2 separate regions of the Gossypium hirsutum genome follow, and region 2 is linked to region 1. Evidence: chromatin contacts called from public Hi-C data. All regions are on one chromosome and are shown on one strand. Each heading gives the region's core, a stretch centred on a gene start, on an enhancer-like site or on the middle of the called end of the contact. The rest is flanking DNA. Distances are from core to core; before and after follow the strand shown.

Evidence for each region. Hi-C and Micro-C count contacts between places; a contact is called where the count stands out from the background.
Region 2: a contact with region 1 is called in a Hi-C map of leaf, with 2.2 times the contacts expected there. The contact joins two enhancer-like sites. A contact is called at or near these places in 2 of 34 Hi-C or Micro-C datasets (both in leaf).

What each region holds. Positions count from the first base shown.
Region 1 is chrA02:34,599,718-34,604,120 of Gossypium_hirsutum_v2.1, forward strand. No RefSeq gene overlaps it. Among protein-coding and RNA genes, the nearest start is that of LOC107952193, 14 kb to the right of the region's middle. Within about 2 kb of position 2,499, at least 8 of the 9 cell types and tissues checked have an H3K27ac peak or open chromatin away from gene starts, as enhancers often do. A contact at or near this core is called in leaf, where this site is marked.
Region 2 is chrA02:34,994,680-34,999,082 of Gossypium_hirsutum_v2.1, forward strand. No RefSeq gene overlaps it. Among protein-coding and RNA genes, the nearest start is that of LOC121217566, 26 kb to the right of the region's middle. Within about 2 kb of position 2,497, at least 6 of the 9 cell types and tissues checked have an H3K27ac peak or open chromatin away from gene starts, as enhancers often do. A contact at or near this core is called in leaf, where this site is marked.

The sequences.
Region 1 (4,403 bases), core at 1,249-3,748:
ACGACATAAATCTACCATATTAGAGTCAAACCTAATAGAGGAATCCATAGATAGGGTTAATACAATAATAAGGGTTTTAATTACAAAGAAATTTCAATTAATCAACCTAGAGTGCTCTTATTCTTGAAGAGAGATATTAGCATAATTTAGGGATTTCTACAGATCAAGATACTAAGCGAAGAAATTGTGTAATTTAGATTAATAATGATAGATGAAATTTAGATGAATTTTTTCATGGGTATTGTTTTGATTATTAGTTGTTTACTCAATTATTTGCCTAATTTGTTATTTGTCGCGTTCATAGTTAATTAATTTAGTTAATTCTATTTATCAATCAATTGCTCTAATTATTCGGTTAAACAATAGAAAGAAGGCAATTACTAGTACTTTTAGTCCTCGCGAGAACAATATCTTTGCTCACTGTAACTATACTATTAATTAATAGGTGCATTTGCCTTAGTTAGATTTTTAGTTGGTTTACGATTGCATCAAGTTCTTTTCTAGTCTGTGTGTTTGCTTGAAGAGAAGCAAAGATTTAAGTGTGAGAATTTGATCTGTCATAATTTAATATGGCAAATTGAGTCATTTTCAATACTTAACAACCTTTGAATCAAGAATTTTAATGTTATTTTAATAGTTTTATGATTTATTTGTTATTTATGTTTTGTCGATTAAAATAAGCCTTGTAAGATATTTATTGACAAATTAAGCAACATCATTCCTAATAAATTCTAACTAAGTGATGTAATTGGTGTAAGAAACTGACTTGAGCTAAATGGCATAGATGTTAGAAGATTGTTGAGAATGTTGCTGCATTGGATACACGAAATCATGACATTAAAGCTGAATATGTACCTAGGATGAATTTCGAGATACATCATCATTGTAGGTGGACTATGACCAAGGTCACGACATTGGAGGTTAAGAGTAGCGACATTGAAAAAGTGAAGTTACAAATTTTGATAAATAAAGTGAACTTTTATTGTTATTTAAAACATTTCATTTTTACAATTTAATTACAAATCGTGTAAATATATAACCTTTGCGTAAGAAGGGAACTAATACTAGTAATAAATAAAAGCATCATCATGTTAATCTTTTAGGTTCTTTGATGGAAAACTCTCTGAAAGTGGTGACGGTGATGGTGATTCACAATTATCTGAAGATCGTAACACCAAGAAAATTAGGTTTAAAGATGATTCCGATGGGGCTTCTGTGGATATGGCTATGGACTCTGATCCACCTTTAAGTGCGACAATGTCATGGAAAGACAAACTCTTTGGGGCTGGTTTGTCTTGTGCTGGTCAGGAAGTTGCGGGGGTTGATGGGGGAAGTGATGGAGATTTTATTCTGTTGGACGATGATATTATAAGGTCCACTGTTAATGGAATCCCGACAATTGATTTCTCCGATCGAGTCAAAGAAATTTTATACAAAGAGATGGAGATGACAGTAGTTTTAAAACTACTAGGCCAAAATATCAGCTATGGTGTTCTGTTTATTCGAATTAGAAACCTTTGGAAGCATATACATCCATTTCAATTAATGGATATTGAGAATGGGTATTTTTTGGCTAAGTTCTAGAACAAGGAGGATTATGACGATGTTTTAACACAGGGACCATGGATAATTTTTGGGCAATATTTGACAGTCCAACCGTGGACAAAAGACTTTTCTCCCCTTCAACCATACCCAAGTGTAGTTATGGCGTGGATCAGGCTACCTGGATTACCTGGGTTTATGTACAAGAGGATGATCCTCGAGGCAATTGGAAGCATGATCGGTAAGGTTGTAAAGTTTGACTTTAATACCGATAATAGAACTAGGGGCAGATTTTCCAGAATGGCTCTGTTCATCAACCTGGATAAGCCTCTCATTTCTCAGATTTGTGTTAATGGAAAAATTCAGAGGGTGGAATATAAAGCCTTACCAACGGTTTGTTTTACCTGTGGAAAATACGGGCATGTGAGGGAGTTGTGTCCCTTATTGAAAGAAACATCGGACAAAGCTAGTGACAAAGTGGTGATTGACGGTGGTTCAAGCAACAACAATGGCTACCTTAGGAAGGACTCTGAACCAACTTTCAGTCCTTAGATGTTGGTGGAGCATAGATCCCAGTGAAGATCAAGGAACTCTCAGAATTCTGGTGGTATGGTTGCTAGAAAAGGGAGGTTGGGCTCCAAATTTAATGTCCTTAACATTAAAGGTAAGAGGACTGGCAGTGAAGAAGAGACGACAAAGGCAGATTTTGGGGGATTAAACGCTAATGCGGTGGAATCTGATTTGATTCCCCTTGATTCTAGGGAAGAAAATAATATTAAATCTGTGACTTACCCGCATATTAAAGCTACTAAAAAATTGGTTCTTGATTCAGATGCCCAAAAGAATATTTGCAATCCGGGCCTGAATTTGGAAGCCTAAAAGAATACTACTAAATTAGTTACTAAGCGCATGGGGGGAAGAGTCCATTTGGGCCAAGAAAATGACAGAATAAGGCTGAAAAGTCTGAGGAAAAATATAATGATTGATAGTGGGTCAAATGGGTCTCTGGTTAGGCCGCCATCCAAAGAGAACCCAAACGGATTATGTTTGCAGGCTTGTCCAATTGAAACAAATCTTTTTGCATCCAGTATACATATGAATTCAAGGACCACAAGTATTCAAGCTTGTGGATCGGTGGAAAACCAAGATAGGCCTTTGCCTCTCTCCAGGCCCGTTAATGACCAATAGCTTTCTCCTGCATAGTCCAATTCCAAGAAACCTTAGGTTTTTCCAAATGTTAAATTAATTTCGACTAACCTAGAATTTGTTACTGTTTTTTCGGATGCAGGTAACTTTGGAAACCATTTTGACTCTAAACTGCGAGCTAGCAACTCAAATTATATCAAGGCATATTTCAACCCAGCTTTTGAAGGCCTTGTAAAGGTTGAGGTCCAGCTAACTGATAATATTTTAGATCAAGGGAAACACTTTGCTGTCACTTTTAAAAAATTTTCTAATTCTCCTTATTAGTCTAAAGGTCATACTTTTGAGCCTATAAGTGCAGGCAACACAGGAAATAAGGATCGAAAAAGCAATGAAAATTTTGGCATTACTAAAGGAGGACATAATAATAGTAATGTCTTAAAGGGACGCGAGAGTATATTTAAAGCTTCTGTAAACTCACGAGTTTCTTTAGCTGACTCTATGAAATAGGTGGCAAAGCTTATATCCTCTGACCTCTCGAACGAAGATAAAATGGGAGTGCTTGTTGAATCTAACCCTAGTGGATTGAATGATTCCCGATAGCAATGGTATGGTTCTTTACAATTTTTTATTAATTATGAATCTCTCGATTTTTTCTTAGAATTGTCAAGGATGCACCAATGCCAGATTTCCTCGCATTTTTCGTGGGTATACTATGGAGTACAGACCAAATATTATTAGCTTGTTCGAAAGTAGAGTTAGTGGGCCCAAGGCTGATAAAATTATTGCACATTTGGGATTTCAATTTTCTCACCAAATGGAGGCTATTGGTTATGCTAGGGGCATTGGATTGGATGGAATAAGTCTGTTAAAGTTGAGATTATACGAAAACACCCCCAATTCATTATTACTCGGGTTTGGCTTAGTTTTTCGTCAAATTTGATTTCAATTAGGTTCATTTATGGAAGTCCTAATTGTCAGAAGCGGAAAAACCTTTCGTATGATTTGAGAGATACTATTCCTGTTGGGCAAACTCCTTGGATGGTGATCGGAGACTTTAATGCTATTCTTTCCTCAAATGAGAAAATGGATGGCCTTTCGGCTGGCAAGAGATGCCCTCACTTTGGTAATTTTGTGAAATTGGCTAACCTTCATGATTTGGGGTTCAGGGGACCTCCCTTTACATGGCATAAGGGTAAATCTGTTTGAAAGATTGATTCGTGCATTGGGAAATGAGGCTTGGGTTAACTATTTTCCAAATAGCTTAATTACTCATCTTCTAAGGATTAAATCTGTTCACGGACCTCTTCTCTTCAGCCTCAATCCGAGTTTAGACTTGCCTAGGGGAAGACAATTTAGGTTCTTAGCAGGCTGGGTTGAACACCTTGATTTTGATAATCTAGTGAAGAATCAGTGGGACTTTCAAGGGAATATGTCCGTTGTAACATCCCAAATTATGGCCTAGTCAGAACAGTGGTTTTGAGACCAAAAATCTTAGATAGAAATAATTGTTTTATGATTTTTATGAGGTCCATGATAGGTATACAGGCTTGTGAAAAACTTTTCATGAAGAAATTCTATGCATAAAATGTCTAATTGAACTGTAGGGACCAAAATGAAAAAGATGCAAAACTTGTGTTCTAGAAGCTTTAAGCATGAAATTGCAATAGATTATTAATTAGAAGGACCTAATTAGCAATTTGTCTAATTTTTAAAAG
Region 2 (4,403 bases), core at 1,247-3,746, 390 kb after region 1:
GATCACGGACAGCGGATCGGGTAAGTACCTTGAGTTCGTGACTAATAGGCGCTATGTTTATATTTGAAGTTGAGCTTGGTAAGTTTGAACCTATGTGACAATTATAATTGAAGTCACGTACATAAGATTTATCGTGGAATAGGTGAAAGGTCGTTTAGTTGTATGATTGTAACGAAAATAAAATGATGTATGAAAATGCCTCAAATATCCTATTGATTAATATATGGAATGTGAATGCATGACTTGGTATGAGATTGAACCGATAGGTTTAAGGAACTATGGTATGGTTCGGTATGGATGGAGTAACTAGCCTCGTTCCATTTTGTTTCCTCTTGTGATAATGTTATTAATGGATGGTAGTGCATTGCTTATGACTTACTGAGTTATATACTCACTCGGTGTTTCCTTGTCACCTATTTTAGGTTTCTTGGACTCGTCTCTTTTTGCGTGATCGGGCCGTCATCGGAGTCATCACACCGGCTAGCAACTTTTGGTATCTTCTTTTTAGTCGGTCTAGGAGAACATTTCGGCATGTATAGGCTAATATGTTTTGTTGAAATTTGGTATGTAAACTTTTAGCCATGCGAAAATGGCATAAATGTTCGGTTGGATTTGGTTTTATAACGTTAGGTCGTAAGTCTTGGTAATTCGATTTTTATGCCATATGTCATGGCTGATTAATTTTGGTGTTAAGATTCATGATATGGCAATAGTGTAGTAGGGAGATGTTTGACAATGATTAGCCTTTGGTATGGCTAGTCATGATTATAATTTTGTGATATGTATGATGAATTACTAGTTAGATCAATGAGAAATCACGAAATGGGCATAGTTGCTTCAGTAACAGATGCTGGCAGCAGCAGTGACGTGGGATTGAAAAATTACAAAAATTAGTAGGAATGGAATTAAATAGTGAATAAATTATTTAATCGAAGCTAGATGAGTCTATTTTCATATAGAAGTAACGAAACGATCATATGGACAGTATGTTAAGAGATATTCAGGTTCTCGTGAGACAGGGCCAGAACGGTTTCTGGGTTCCCTGTTCCGACTTTGGAAATTCATTATAAATTAACCAGAGATAATTAGGAGTCATGCCATATATGTATAGATTCCTCTCTGAGTCTAGTTTCTATAGAAACAAACGGCATCAGTATTGAAGCTCTGTGCAGGGAGTTATCCAAATCGTAATGCATGAAGGTCAGTGTAGTCGCACCCTGTAATAGGGGAGAATTTAACTAATAAACTGTACTAATTGTCCTGACCAAAAATTCTACGAAAATTCTACCATATAGGTTTATGAGTCTAGTTCCAGGGAAAATTTACGGAACTGGATTTCGAGTTTCAGAACTCAAGATATGATTTTTAAAGCGACTAGCACGCAGATTGGCAGCTTGTCTGGGAAATGTCAAATAAGTGGTTTGAAGTCTTTTAACACCTCGTGTTCGACTCCGGCGACGGTCTCGGGTTCGGGGTGTTACATTACAAATGGTTTTAATTTGGACAAAAAATTATGGGTTAAAATTGTACGATTGCTTGGGATTTGAGTCTGGTAATGCCTTGTACCCTCTTTCGGCATCGAATACGGGTAAGGGGTGTTACATGGATAGCATGGTTGGTTTCTGTAACAGGGGTAAATCGTGCGGAGCAACAAAAACCATTTCAAACTCAGCCAATAGATTTCTCTTATGCTTTGGTTCTACTGTGCCTTCCGTCGCTGGTCCCGTATCAATTTGTAAACAATAATACACAGCCACTACCTTAGTGTCTTTCAGACACCGTAAGAATTGCAATTGTATTGGTTGAGGTGCCAACCCTATTTCCCCTTGCTAACGATGTTCCTTTTCCCCTTGACGGAATTGAAACTGAAACGTGGAAAAATTCATATTCACTGGCCCTATAGTGGCCATCCAAGCAACCCCTAAAACCATTCGGTACCTTCAAAAGGTAGCACATAGAAGTCTATGATCAATTCAGTGCCCTAAAATCATAGTTTAAGATCATGCACACAACCTTCATTCTGTAACTTATCTTCATTACCCACCAAAACCCTAAAATTTGGCGTTGCCGTCATTGTCAAACCTAAATGTTTCATTATTCGGGATTGTAAAAAGTTGTGTACTGCCACCGTCAATCAAAATACGTATCTGACAGCCTCGAATCTCCCCTGTAACACAAAAGGTATTATGAGTTAAGCAGCCTGCGAGGGCATTGAAGGAGACCAAAAATTGTTCTTGTACGGTTTCGTTGAAACCCTCTAGTTCATTGGCTTTATTCTCTACCGCATTTGTCCCCGGAACTAGGTGCTCATCCTTAAGTTCATCATCAAATAGAAGTAACTGAGGATCCTTAAATTTATGATCCGAAACGAAATTAGCATTACAATAATAACACAAAACTTTCTCTCGTCTTGCTTGAGCTTGAACAGTAGAAATCCTGCGGGGTTGCATAGGGTTAGGAGAGATTGTGTGACAGTCTAATGGAGGTGGGTGTCTAGGTTGTGCTTTAGGCCTAATAAGAAACGTGGTGAGTGTTGGTAATAGAGGCAATAGTTTTAGACCCGGTACCCGACCTAATAAATTTTATGTCTCGTTGAATTTGGCTTTATGAAAGCGGGCCAGAGCAAGTACTTCATTCATAAATTGGATTGATAGCCCATGACCTTATTTTTTATGTCTGAACGAAGCCCAAACACAAAACATTGTGTAAGGAATTCATCATATAGGTTGGTTGTGCGCAAGGCAAGATCTTCAAAACGTGTTTGATAATCTTCCATTGTCATTGTTTGGATAAACTTAGAAAGCTGCTATTCCGACGATTTGATTTCCATCACTGCGAACTGTCATCGAATCCCTCCGACCAAATAGTGCCAACTTGCCAGTTGACATTGTTGTTGCATCCAACAGAACCATTTATTGGCAGTTTCTTCCATTCTAAAGGATGCATGGTTGCTCGATGTGGTCTTTAGTGTCGTAAAACTCAAAGAAGTCATTCACGGATGCTAGCCACTCTTCTGGGTCCGTCCCGTTAAAAGCGGTAACTCCACTTGAACCAGTTTTGGTGAGAAGGGAAATACGACATCAGATTCAGATATCATCTTTGCCTTACCTTGATTAACCATGATTTCCCGTGTACCTTCACCATCGTAAGAAGTGGTTGCCATAGCTCCCAACTATGCATAAATCACTTTTAACTAGTGGATTACATCCTGAAGGGTTTGCTGAGTGGTTGCATTCCATTGCATCTGATCCTTCGCTTGAGATTGGGGAGAGACCAAAATTTTATTGTGACGGGCACTCTTTTCCTGTAAAGTTTTTATGGATTTGGTGTAATTCACCATATTGTCCAATCTCGATGAAAGAACTAAAATGCTATGTGTCAGTAACCAAAAAAAGAGAATGTATGAATAGAAAAGGAGAATAGATTGTAGGTTAAGGAGTTGGGAAAATATCCAAGGACTACAGATAGATTTCTCATTTTACATGCACTATTATTTATATTCTTAATCCTTAGGATCCTTAGAAGCGGACAAAATCGGTTAAGGCCAGGGGTGCCTTTCTCTCTCTCAAGCTTCTGCGTAATTCTCATTTGTCCTTGGTGACCATTTCTTGATTGCCAGCTCCTCCTGTGGTTACGTCCTCATTCCTTGCTTCTACTATCTCAAATCTTTCCTTGACAAATTACCATTAGAAAATGTTGTAAAAGGACAAAACTGAATATTTTAGCTATAATTAAGGGGTCAAATTATATATATTAACCCTTCAATTATGTGCCACGTCACTTTTCTGTTAAGAGTGTAACGACTTTTAAGGGATGAGTGACCAAAACGTTATAAGTTGATAATTTTAGTGACCAAAATGTAACTTTTCATAGTCCAATGAAAAAAAAAGAAATTTGCAAAAATTTAGTGACCATATTTGTAGCTTACCCTTAATAAGTCTAGGTTTGACTTTGTTTTAATGGAAATCTAGCTTTGATTTCTTAAAGAAAAAAAAAGAAAAAAAATGATAGCAAATCAAATTAAAAAAAAATAGTTTCAATACTTCTTTAAATTATTTTTACTCTAATTTTTAAGATTTAAATTTTTTTTGAAAGTATCAAAATAAAATTTTAATTATAGGTCAAGGATAATTGGTGTAGTTTACCCTAAAATTTTTTGTGTTTTTCCCAATTTTTTAGAGTTCTTTTTAGATTAAGACTAAATTGACAAATTTTGTAAATAATGATGGCCAAACTTATTGAATTTTTAGTATTACAACTAAAATGAAAAATTTTGTAAACATTGAGGTAGAAATTTGTTGCGTTTTTTAACATAAATTTTAATATTTTAATATTTTAAAAAATTTATATTTATTTTAAATATTTTTTAGAATTATTGTGAAGAAAAGTTTTTAAAAAATTTA